Linked DNA regions of Mus musculus: region 1 is linked to region 2. Evidence: chromatin contacts called from public Micro-C data. All regions are on one chromosome and are shown on one strand. The core of a region is the stretch at or near the end of the contact, and the rest is flanking DNA. Distances in the headings are between cores, read along the strand shown.

The links. A called contact is a pair of places that touch in the nucleus more often than the background predicts.
Region 1: a contact with region 2 is called in a Micro-C map of the G1E-ER4 cell line, with 5 times the contacts expected there. The contact joins two enhancer-like sites. A contact is called at or near these places in 1 of 39 promoter capture datasets (the 3T3-L1 cell line), 4 of 15 datasets of contacts at CTCF or cohesin (hippocampal excitatory neurons, large pre-B cells, pro-B cells and 1 more), 64 of 484 Hi-C or Micro-C datasets (3T3-L1-derived adipocytes, the AML12 cell line, the Ba/F3 cell line and 37 more), 10 of 115 datasets of contacts at active chromatin or transcription factors (bone marrow-derived dendritic cells, craniofacial prominence, embryonic basal ganglia and 5 more) and 1 of 9 other capture datasets (embryonic stem cells).

The regions. Positions count from the first base shown.
Region 1 is chr3:153,666,663-153,672,149 of GRCm38.p6, forward strand. The region is part of intron 1 of St6galnac3 (ST6 (alpha-N-acetyl-neuraminyl-2,3-beta-galactosyl-1,3)-N-acetylgalactosaminide alpha-2,6-sialyltransferase 3); the gene reads right to left. Among named protein-coding and RNA genes, the nearest start is that of St6galnac3, 56 kb to the right of the region's middle. Within about 2 kb of position 2,034, at least 59 of the 459 cell types and tissues checked have an H3K27ac peak or open chromatin away from gene starts, as enhancers often do. A contact at or near this core is called in the G1E-ER4 cell line and neural stem cells, where this site is marked.
Region 2 is chr3:152,760,984-152,766,603 of GRCm38.p6, forward strand. Pigk (phosphatidylinositol glycan anchor biosynthesis, class K) reads left to right here. Exons shown (of 11, transcript NM_025662.5): 10 at 5,456-5,540. Among named protein-coding and RNA genes, the nearest start is that of Gm40181, 7.7 kb to the left of the region's middle. Within about 2 kb of position 2,423, at least 136 of the 459 cell types and tissues checked have an H3K27ac peak or open chromatin away from gene starts, as enhancers often do. A contact at or near this core is called in the G1E-ER4 cell line and neural stem cells, where this site is marked.

The sequences.
Region 1 (5,487 bases), core at 784-3,283, 910 kb after region 2:
CTGTCACCAAGACACAACTACAAGAGTAAATACGTACAGTTTTAAAGGCTCACACCACCTTCCTGCACCATGAAAGCCCAGGGAGGGGTCCTCTGAAAATAAGAGAGCGCTGCCCTACGTGGGCCAGTCTTCCCTAGAAACAGTACATGCAGAATGTGATCATGTACGTATTCGTCTGTGTTTGCCTACATGAGTAAGAGCACACATATATGTATGCATGGATATACGGGGGCTGTGGATATGTGGGGGGTCTATGGATGTATATGTTTATGTATATATTACATATGCACATAGTGCACTCGACATCTGTGTGGTGGTATGTATAGATGTATATGGTATGTATAGATGCTTATGCTTATGTATAGATGTATATGCTTAAAAACTTCACGGGAGAAAAAGAGAAGGCTTAACAGACTGCTTTTTGAGGCCTTTACAGAGCCATGCCCTGGAGACCTGACAGTAATCCCCCTGCCTCAGGAGCTTCTCACAGCAGCTGAGAGGTGAGGGGCCACTGGACTGGCAGTCTAAGCGGTAAATGGAAGTCTGAATAAACAGACACGAGAGGCTAAGCCTCAGCATCCAGCGATGCCGCAGAGCCACGACGCCTGTCTGGCTTTACTTTTTAAAGATGCCTTGTTTTTAATCATATGCACATGTATGTGTCTCTGTGAGGGTATGTGCACATGAGGTGTCTACAGAGCCAGAAGGAGGTGGAGTTACAGGGGCCTAAGAGCTTCAGGATGTAGGTGCTGGGAGTGGAACTCTGGTCCTCTGAAAGACCAGCATGTGTTCTTAACCTCTCTAGCCTTTGGGTTTTGGTGACTGAATCTCATTTTGCCCAGGCTGGCACTGAACTCATGACCGTTCTGCATCCACCTCGCTGGAGTCATGGCTGCAGGCACACATACCCAGCCTGCTCCCGTGTTGCTGTATCTATTGTGTGGTGTGTGTGTGAGTGGCATGTATGTGTGTGCATGACTATGTGTGTTGGGGTGCATGTGTGCATTTGCATGCAGGCTATGTCATGCCTGTAGAAGGCAAAGGACAACCGCAGGTGTCGGTCCCCATTTTACCATGTCATTTCCTGATGCTGCATGTATCCCAGGCTAGCCAGCCTGTGGGCTTCTCAGGGCTCTCCTCCTTGACCTTTCACCTCATTGTAAGGGCACAGGGATACATATCCATGCTAATACACCCACCTTTACATGGGTTTCTGGGGATTTGAACTTGGGTCCTCACACTTGCATAGCAAGCACGCAGATGCTTTTAAGCACTGGTCTTGCATCCCGCCTCTGGCTGAACACCATAGCTCAACTGCTACAGCCCAGGCTGGGAATACCAGCACCCCTCCAGAGGCACCCTACCTCCTCTTCGTGGAGATGCTTGTGATAGACACAGTGCTGTCAGCTCACTAGGACTTCATGTTCAGACATGTTCCCACCCTGAGCACTTTTTTAAAACTCTGAGATTTCAGAGGCTGACCTTTGCAGGACTCTCAGATCTCCCTGACAACGAGCATGCATTTCATCTTTCTTTTGGGGAGGCAGGGGAGCATTGTTAAGAAGGGGTTTCATATACAGCTCATGCTAGCCTCAAAGGAGTCCACATGAGAGAGACAGGGAGAGAGCAAGGGAAGGGGAAAAGGGAGAGGAAGAAAGTGAGCTAGTTCAAACAAGCATTTCCTCTAGAACTCACAAGCCTTCTGACTTTGACCAAAAAGTTAAAACCCTTGAAAAGACTTTCACCTCAGAGAATCGTCATCTTGGGCCCATGGTCCCACACAGGCCAGTTCCCTTCAGAGGAAAACAATGGAAGCTTTCTTTAGTCTCCGTAGGCATGACAGAGCTTACGTGCAAGTGCCCATTCTCTCACACGGCCATACACACACACACACACACACACACACACACACACACACACGCACACGCAATGCGGCTTTCACGCAAATACCGGTCAGTACAGATACAGACTAAGGACTGCTGAATTCCAGTCTCCTCTGGGACGGGGATGGCGGAGGGGAGGGGCTGTGCTCCAGCAAGAGTGTGTGCTCACAGCAGGCTATCTTGCACTTCCCTAGCCTTTGCTTAGATCCCCACACCTCTGCCTACTCCACACATATTGCAGTCACGATCACGGGAACACGGGACACAGAAACATGTATCTCCTAACACGTGGCCTGGGAAGGTGGTGCTCTGGGCAAGGCTCACTGGTACTCGATTGGCCGCCATATTTCCAGAACTCCCCCAGATGCGAGGTGTGCAAATAGCTAACAGCAAAAGGAGACTGGAAAGAGAAGCCTGGGGAAGAAGACAGCAAGGACTGAGGAGAGCACAGAGGGTTCAGCCACCTGGTCATTTAGCTGAGTCATGGTCTCCTCCACACAGGGGCAGAGCAGGAAGCAGGAGAGTTGACAGCAATGGCAGGTGTCCAAGGGGAGCAGAGGCCTGGCTTCTGGGGTCGCATTTCCTGACTCTAGAATCTGAGTTTTCCTTTCTGGAAAAGCACTGACACCACAATCCATTGTGAATTTATGAGATGCTGCTTTCTCAAGCTCCTGTGATTGGCCGTGACCCTGTGTAAATAACCCTGGGCACGGTCTCGTGCAAATGACTGGTATAAAAAAAAAAACACGCCATTTCTGACGCCTATAAATTTGTTAGTTCTGGATAAAATACTCTTAGGAAGAACTTTGAGACAAAGACTATAATTCAAACTCATCCTAAGCAAGGGAGTGAAAAGGAAGGAACCGCTTTCTGAATATTTGAATCTGCTTTCCCAGAACTAAATTAGACCTGAGGTGCCCCGAGCCCGGAACCAGAGGCTTCCCAAACTCTGCTGTTCGGCCAACCGTGAAAGCTACTCATCGGTAGGAACTTTCCTGGGTTTGCTCATCTGAAGCCGACTTGGCATGCACACCAATCCCACACACGGCTGATCACTACCATTGATGCTTCTCTTCTTTCTCTCTCCAAAAGAACCAAGGTAGAATTAGCTTGGGATCTCTCCACTGAATCATAGAAAATACCACAGGATAAGATGAAAATTGAGTTTTGTCAAAACCCTCACACATTACCAAGCCATGGAAATGCTTTTATCTGTAAGCTGTATATCAATGAACAGACAGTGCACTGACAACAGACTCTGTCCCGGACAAAGTCTGTCTCTTGACAGAAATAAACACATTTTAAACAGCTACTGACCAGGTTCACATCCTTGGAGTCTGACCTTTGAAAAGTGCACTTAGACATGGTCTGCAGCTGCCTCTTTGCTGGCTTTTTACAAGGAACAGTTCCGAAGCAAAGACGCTGTGGTAAGTCTTGTGAGCCTGTTAACTGTGGGTGGTGGTGATTTCCAGTCTGTGAGAGAAGATTCCTGGACACCGCAGAGGAGCAAGCAGGGCGGTCGGGCCTTCAGCGAGCCAATGCTGAAAGTTAGTTGCGAATGGATTTCCCTTTGAGTCACAGACTCAAGGGCACACCTTGGACAAAGCCTTCTAAGATCTCCTCTGTGCACTCTGCTCCATGGAGGGCCACAGGGGATGGCTGGAAACCAGTCATGTGATCCCAAGCCAGGAGTGGAGGCCCACGCGTGGAAACTGTTGAGAGGAGCATCTGCCACGTTACTGGCACATTCCGCTGGCCTGCACCTGCTAGACAGAACCGCCCAGAAGGAGAGGGATTCTTTGGGGTGACAGTGTGCTATGACTCAAGTCCCTCCCTGATGTTCAGTTTACAGTATGGTCTGTTTGGATGGGAATGATTGAGAGCTGTTAAAATGTGTTAAGTCGTAAGAGAGTGCCGAGGAGGGGCATAGTCGGCAAAGCGTTTGCCACGGAAGCGTGGAGTACTGAGTTTGACCCTTTTCACCCACAGGAAAAAGTAAATAAAAATTAAAAAGAAAGTTAAAAGGCTTTGTTGGAGCTAAAGAGAGGCATCAGTAGTAAAAAGCCAATAGCGATCTTGCAGAGGACCCAGGTTCAATTCCCAGCACCCACATAACAGCCCACAGTTGCCTGGGACTCCAGTTCTTTAGGCTCCCTGTATGCAAATGGTAGACATTCATGCAGGAGAGGCATACACACACACAAAACAAATAAATAAAATTAATTTCTTAAAAACTGAGTGTGGTATCGACATATAGAATCTCGATTGACAGGATATTGATAACCAAATGACTAGACTACTAAGGATTTTACATGGGAGACGGGACATGGCGACAGCTTGTGGTGTGGAATACGGTCAGTCACTCATTCAGTTCTCACAGCAAAAGACCATCAGATAGAATTCCTGAGGTGGCAGTCATGATGGAACAGAAGGCTAAACCATAAACCATGGGCATCGAGAAACATGACTAGCAAGGTAGTGCACCTCGCTGTGGCTCTCTGGGGGCTTGGTTGACATTCCAGACTTCTTCCCCTCTGGTCTCTGGGGCTTTCTTGGTTGGTTTATTTTGCAAGTGTACATATGCATGTACATGTGTGTATGCAGATGGCATAGATATGGACGCCAGGGGAACGCTTCTGCTCTGCCTTCCCCCTTCTCTGAGATAAGGTCTCTTACTGAATGTGTAGCTATTTCAGCCAGGCTTGCAGGCCAGGGAGCTTGTTGATCCAACTGCATCCACACCCCAATAACTAACTACATTACAGGGCTGCAGACCCGTGCAGCCATCCCCAGCTATAAAGCTGTCTGCAGTATGAATCGGAGAGGGCCCCAAAGGCTTATTTCCTGATGCATACTGGAATTTTGGACAGGGGTAGATGTGTAATTTTTCTCAAGTCACAGGCTGTTAACTGGCAGGAACTGCATAGCAGAACTGATTAATATAAGAATCACCCCCTGTGGAGGTCACCTTAGCCCCAGGGTATATGATTCCTTCCAGACCTCTATGCGAGTACAGTGCCTTTCTCCCAGAGAGGTGTCTTGCTTCCGTGGAGGATCGATCATGTGGGGCAGAAGACAGAGAGATCCCATTCCGCTGGTCATTTCCTGGAGCCAAAGTAATGGCTGGTTGCATTTGGGTATCCAGGCATACAGACACACTCGAGTAAAACAGCAGGGAACACTTCAATAGACCTGGTGTGAGCACCTAACACCGTAGCCCTGGCCCTCAGGACTAGCAGGGCTCGCCTCCCCTGATGGAGAAGAAGCATGGGGCTGGAGAGACGGCTCAGCAGCTAAGAGCACTGACTGCTCTTCCAGAGGTGCTGAGTTCAATTCCCAGCAACCACATGGTGGCTCACAACCATTTGTAATGGGATCAGATGCCCTCTTTCTGGTGTGTCTGAAGACAGCCACAGTGTACTCGTACATTAAACCTTTAAGAAAAGAAGAGAAGAGAAGAGAAGAGAAGAGAAGAGAAGAGAAGAGAAGAGAAGAGAAGAGAAGAGAAGAGAAGAGAAGAGAAAAGAAAGCAGTGTGTGCTTGAGCAGCAGCTGTCAGACGGTCTGAGTCGTGGCCTCCTTACTCATGATCACCTCAGCCATGC
Region 2 (5,620 bases), core at 1,173-3,672:
AAGAAGGAGAACACACATTATTCATAAGAGGAAAGAAGGAGGTGTTTGGGGTTCCAGCCATGCGTAAGTTGGAATGAGCACCTGTAGTTTTCTCAGAATTACAAATGCTGAGTAGAGAGCTTGGTGACCTTATGCACCATGATTAGGAAAGCGACAATTCTATGAGAACAGAGGACGTTGTGAAGAGGAGGGTGGGGACACGGTGCCCAGAAGTGTTAGATGTGGACAAAAAGAGTAAGGAAGGGCTTTATGAAAGCAAGGGAGTATTTAAAAATCCCACCCCGGTACATCGGCTACTTTATTAAGTAAGCTGCAGTTCGTTTCAGCTACAGAAGAGGGCGCTCTTGAACTGAAAACTCTCCCTTGTAAATTAGCTCATCTCCTTGATCCAACTCCAGATTAATGGCCATTACTAATCCCAGGAAAGCCAACATAAATAATCTTCAAGAGAGAAAGAATTCAGCAAATGTACAAAGTTAATACCAGAATAAAATAGAAAATTAAGATAAAACCTTATTAAAGTATATATAACTTATATACATTTTGTTATGTGTAGGCACTTTCAGTGGAGAAAAGCAAAAACAGAAAGAAGGGTTGAGGAGAAGTTTAAGGACCTGAGTTCAACCCCAGGGCCTTCATAAGAAGGCTGGGTGGGGGCATGTGATTGCAATCCCAGTATTGGGGAGGCAGACATAGGTGGCCCTCTGGGGTTCACTGGACAGTCAGCACGGTCACCAGCAAGGCCCACGCCAGGGACAGACAGGCTGTCTCTAAAACCACGTTGACGGGGCTGAGGAATGAGGTTTTCAGACATGCGCACTCATATCGTATACAAGCGCCTGCACATGCATAAACACACACAGAGGGCTGGGATATAAAAGAAAACACAGAGGAAGGCCAGCTGGAGCCCTGGAGTGTGAACACGGTATTACACAAGTGTCTGTGTAATGAATGAACTCACTGAGAGAGTCATGACTGAAAGAGACAAACAACAGAAATGTCTGGAAGAACCCAACTGGACTCTGGAAAGACAAAGGCAAAATAGAGAAAATCACCTTGGAAGTGAAAACTAAATTACAAGACACCCAGGGGAGGAGTGTGTTACCACAAGTTCAGTGAAAGGAATAAAGACTAGAAATAAGAGCCAGGAAAATAACACTGAAATGTGAGGAAGAAAACAGGAAAAATCAGAGAGAGAGAGAGAGTCTGGGGGGGGGGTCCATTATATTTGCTTAATGCTTAAACTAGAAAATCAAATGGAATAGAAATAGAAATAGCGTTAAAAACTGTACTGGAAACCTTTTCAGAGCTCAAGCAGAATGTGTGCATTGAAAGGTCTTATGTCGTGGGTACCTGAGAGGGACTGTCTACCCTGCCAATCCTCCAAGTATGCTAGGGCGTCACCTCAGCAGAAGCAGGGAGGAAGAGGCCTCCCGAGCCTCCGAGTGAGAAACGAAGATGCAGGAGTACAAGGGTAACAGTGCGTTAGGATGGAAGTCACCTAACTGGAAAGAACATCGAGCCAGGTTCCTGGAAACAGTGTGCAACCTGTGGAAGAGAACCAGTATTTCCAGGAAAGTTATGAGCGGTTGATTTAACCACTGTGAGACTGGTGAGCTACATGAGACTCAGTGTGAATTACACACTGTCTTTGAAACATTGTTGACATTGTGAAGGCATGCTGAAATACATAATAACTGATGGTGTCTCAACTTTCAAATGGTTCAACAAGAAAAATTTAAAAATTAGAAAATTGCTCATTTTTTTTCACAAGTTTTTTCTTTTAAAAGCTTTTTCTGTTGAACTGGCTCTCATGTATTAGAGGCTGCCCATAAACTCCTGTGTCCCTGAGATTGGTCTTGAACCTTGGTCCACCTGATATTACCTCCCAAGTGTTGGGACTAAGTGTTTTAATTAGTATATATATTTAATTAGTATATAATTTAATTAATTATTATGTATTAGTTGTCCACAGCAATGGATTTCATTATGTCGGTTTATGCATGTGCATGGTGTATGTCGGTCATATTCACCCCAGTTCTGCCAATCCTCTTCCCAGCTGGCTCCCCTATGCTTTCTTGTCTTGCCTTTGTCTATCAGTTGTGGTGACCCTGTGAGTCTCCTCAGGGCTGTCTGCAGGAGCGTGGGCGGAAGCCTGTTTACAGAGCATGTACACCTTATAGCTACAGGGCTGTGGAAATTCTGTCTCCTCCCCCATCAACTTTTAACTGCCTGTGAGTCCTGGAGAGGGTGGGGCTCCACGGATCCCTTGCTCTTCCCTGGAAGGGTCCTGACAGACCCAGCCTTGCAGTCCAGTGCAGATGTCAAGGCTGCTGTGGGTCTGCGATTGCCAAAGTCCTGTCGTATCCGGAAGTCAGCTTTCCACAGCTATCTCACTTCCGCTGACTCTTCCGTTCTCTCTGCTCCATCTTCCACAGTGCCCCCGAGCTTTGAGGGGCTGTTCTATATGTCCTAGGTATAGCGGGCGAGGTATTCAAACTGTCGTTTAGTTTATTCTCTCGACTTTGAGTAGTTATGAGTCTGCAGTCACTGCTGCCCACTGGAGGAAGAAGCTTGTCTGAGCAGCTCTGCGGGCATGTGAGCTCTGGAGAAGGCCGTTTGATAGGCGCGACTTGCATCCTGCAGCCCCTCTTCCCAGCTACAGGCTTTTGACCAGCGGAGAGCGTCCGAAGCGAGGTCCTTCCTGTGGCAAGTCCAGCCCCGAGGTGGGCAGGCTTCCCGCCGTACCAGTGCTCTCAAGCTGCCTGGCCGTCAGTGTTGGTACCCGGAGGGCGAGCTGCATGGCGCCCCCTGGCAGCTTCAGCCTAGCCAGCAGGGGGGAGGTTCCAGCCCAGCTGCAGCTTGCTTTCTCTGTGTCTGGGGTCAATCCTGTGTGATCTTGAGCAGCACAGTCTGACCAACTAGTTATGGTAGGAAACTAAGGGCAGTGGCCTGGGTTGTTTTGGGGTTCTTGGGAGCACCCATGGTCACCTCCTGAGAAGTGCCTTGCCCTGGTCCTGGGATTCTTGTTTAATAGGCTGTAACCTCTGGAAACACCTTTATTCATCCCCACAGGGTGAATATCCCATTCAAAATATTTTTAAAAATTGTTTTTTGATTAGCTTACCAAAATGTCAGCTTTCCATGTATCATTTCTTTCGGTTGACATCCTAGACTGTACATTCTGTCTGCCATCTGCTCTCGCTGAGTGAGACCATCGTGTCCCTTCTATGTCACACGGGTTCTGCTGTCTCCCCACCCCCAACTTAAAGATCATATTTCTCCTGTGATATAGATGTGTATATATAAAAGAGCTGAACACACATGAGAGAGTTAAGGTAATAGAATATTTTTCAGTTTCTTCCATTTCTTGAAAATCTCATAGTTTCAAGTTATTGGATGACTTGAATTCCATTGTGTGTGTACCTCATTTTTGTTGTTACTTGAGTTAATAGTGTCTAGGCTGACTGTATTTCCTAGCTACTGTGACTAGAGCGGCCGTGACCACAGATGTGCAGGTCTCTTTGGTAGGATGCAGAGTTCTTCGGGTGGGTGCCCAGGAGTGGGATGGGTGGGTCATATGGCAACTGTAGCATTTGCTTTCTTAGAAATCACCACGTTGGTTTTCCTTGTAGCTGCAGAAGGTTATATGCCCACCAACACCATTCCAATATCCGTGTCTTGCTGTTAGCCATTCTTCCTGATGTAGATGGAATCTCATTGTGGTTTTAACTGGTGCCTCTGTGATGACTAAGGGCACCGAGTGCTTCATGATAGTTGCTGGTCACTTGGGCTTCTCTCTGTTCAGTGCTTAGCTGAGTTTTGCTTGAGTTGTCTTCTGTGTTCTTCCTGACATCTGCCGTCTTGAGCTTTTGTATATCATGGATATTAATTCGCTGTTAGATTATCTCCTGTCTCCTAGGCTCTTTCTTCACCCAACTCTTTCTTTTGCTGAACGGAAGGGTTTTGTTGTTTTTGTTTTTGAATTTCATGAGGTTTCATTTCTCTCCCACTGGCCTATTTATTCTGCAGCAGGAATCCATTCAGGAAGTCCTTGCCTGTCTGTAGCTGGAGTGTTTGCCTGCTTTTTTCCTCTGACAGTTTGAGAGTTTCCAGAAACTACCCAGGAGCCAGTAGGCCCCTCCCACCCCTTCCCCCATATCTCCTCCCAACCCAACTCATAGCAGTGACCCACCCACTCTCCACCTATCGTGGCTAGAATCTGTGGCATTCTTCTAGACTGAATTAACTATCTTTTATGTTGCTCCTGTGAGAGAGATGCTCACACCACCAAGAACTCTGGGTGTTCTTTAATCTGGGGCAGAGAATGGCACTGATTTGCATATCAGCCTCCTTTTGGGAGAGGCCTCATAATCCTCACACTGCAGGTTTTGAGTCTTAGTTAAGCTTATTTCATATGATTTTCAGGAAAAGATGAAGTTGAAGTTTTGAAATCTAATGTTGACACATTGTGGAATTCACAGGAAAAAGGGTAAAAACATTTTACTGCATGCAGTCAGATCTTACTAATATCTAGAGTTTATTTTTGAGATGGTCAGTACTTTAAAAAATACATTTTATCAGACTACTTGTTGGTTTGTGTTTTTTAATTTCTGATTTCCAGGGATCAGAGAATGACAAGAGAGAGTGATGGAATATCTAAACTGAAAGTGAAGTCGAGGACTGCATAGGAGAAAGGGGCCAACAAGGAGCGGGTGTGCGTGAGGGTAGTAAGGGGGCAGCAAGGTGAGGGTAGTAAGGGGGCAGCAAGGTGAGGGTAGTAAGGGGGCAGCAAGGAGCAGGTGTGCGTGAGGGTAGTAAGGGGGCAGCAAGGAGCGGGTATGCCTGAGGGTAGTAAGGGGGCAGCAAAAATGGTGATGTGGGTGGGAAGGCGTCACAGTGAAGCCCCATACTTTATATGCTCACTAAAAGTTCTAATAAACACTGAAAAAAAAAAAAGGAACAAGCTGAAAGGGAAAAGAAATCTACCTTTCTGCACCTGTAGTAGTAGTCGTTGTGTGAATTCTGCATATCATGTTAGATTGCAATGGCCAGGATCTAAATGACTTACACTTAGGAGCCCTGTGTCTACGAGGGCTGACTTCTCAACCTTCTCTGTGCACCGCCACTTCTGGCAACGCCCAGGTCTCTGCTTCCCCAGAGGCCCTGCTCCTCCAGGACGTGTTCCTAAATGTTAAGTCCCGAGTGAACGTGGGAACCAGGACCGTAGGTGACGTCGCTGATCTCGTCACACCATTGCACGTAGTCTGAATACTTTCCTGGCAGTCGTTTAGGTCCTGGCCATTGCGCTGGGTAGTTTTTCCAAAATTGTCAATAAATATTATTTCCAAAAGTTCCTTTAGGTATGTGATAAGCACATCTCAGAGTTGTGCTCTTAGGCTAATAATGCTTACCTGTGGCACTGGCCTGAGTGTGTGTTCTGATTGCTTTCTAGTTCTAAAGAAGACGGCACGGCCGAGGAGCGCATGGGACCTCTCAAGTATGCTGAGCAGCTCCCGGTGGCTCAGATAATACACCAGGTTGGTTTCTGTTTGATTCTTTTGAAAGAAACACACTTTTAATCTCAGAGGGGAATGCTTTTGTTAGGCTTTTCAGAGTC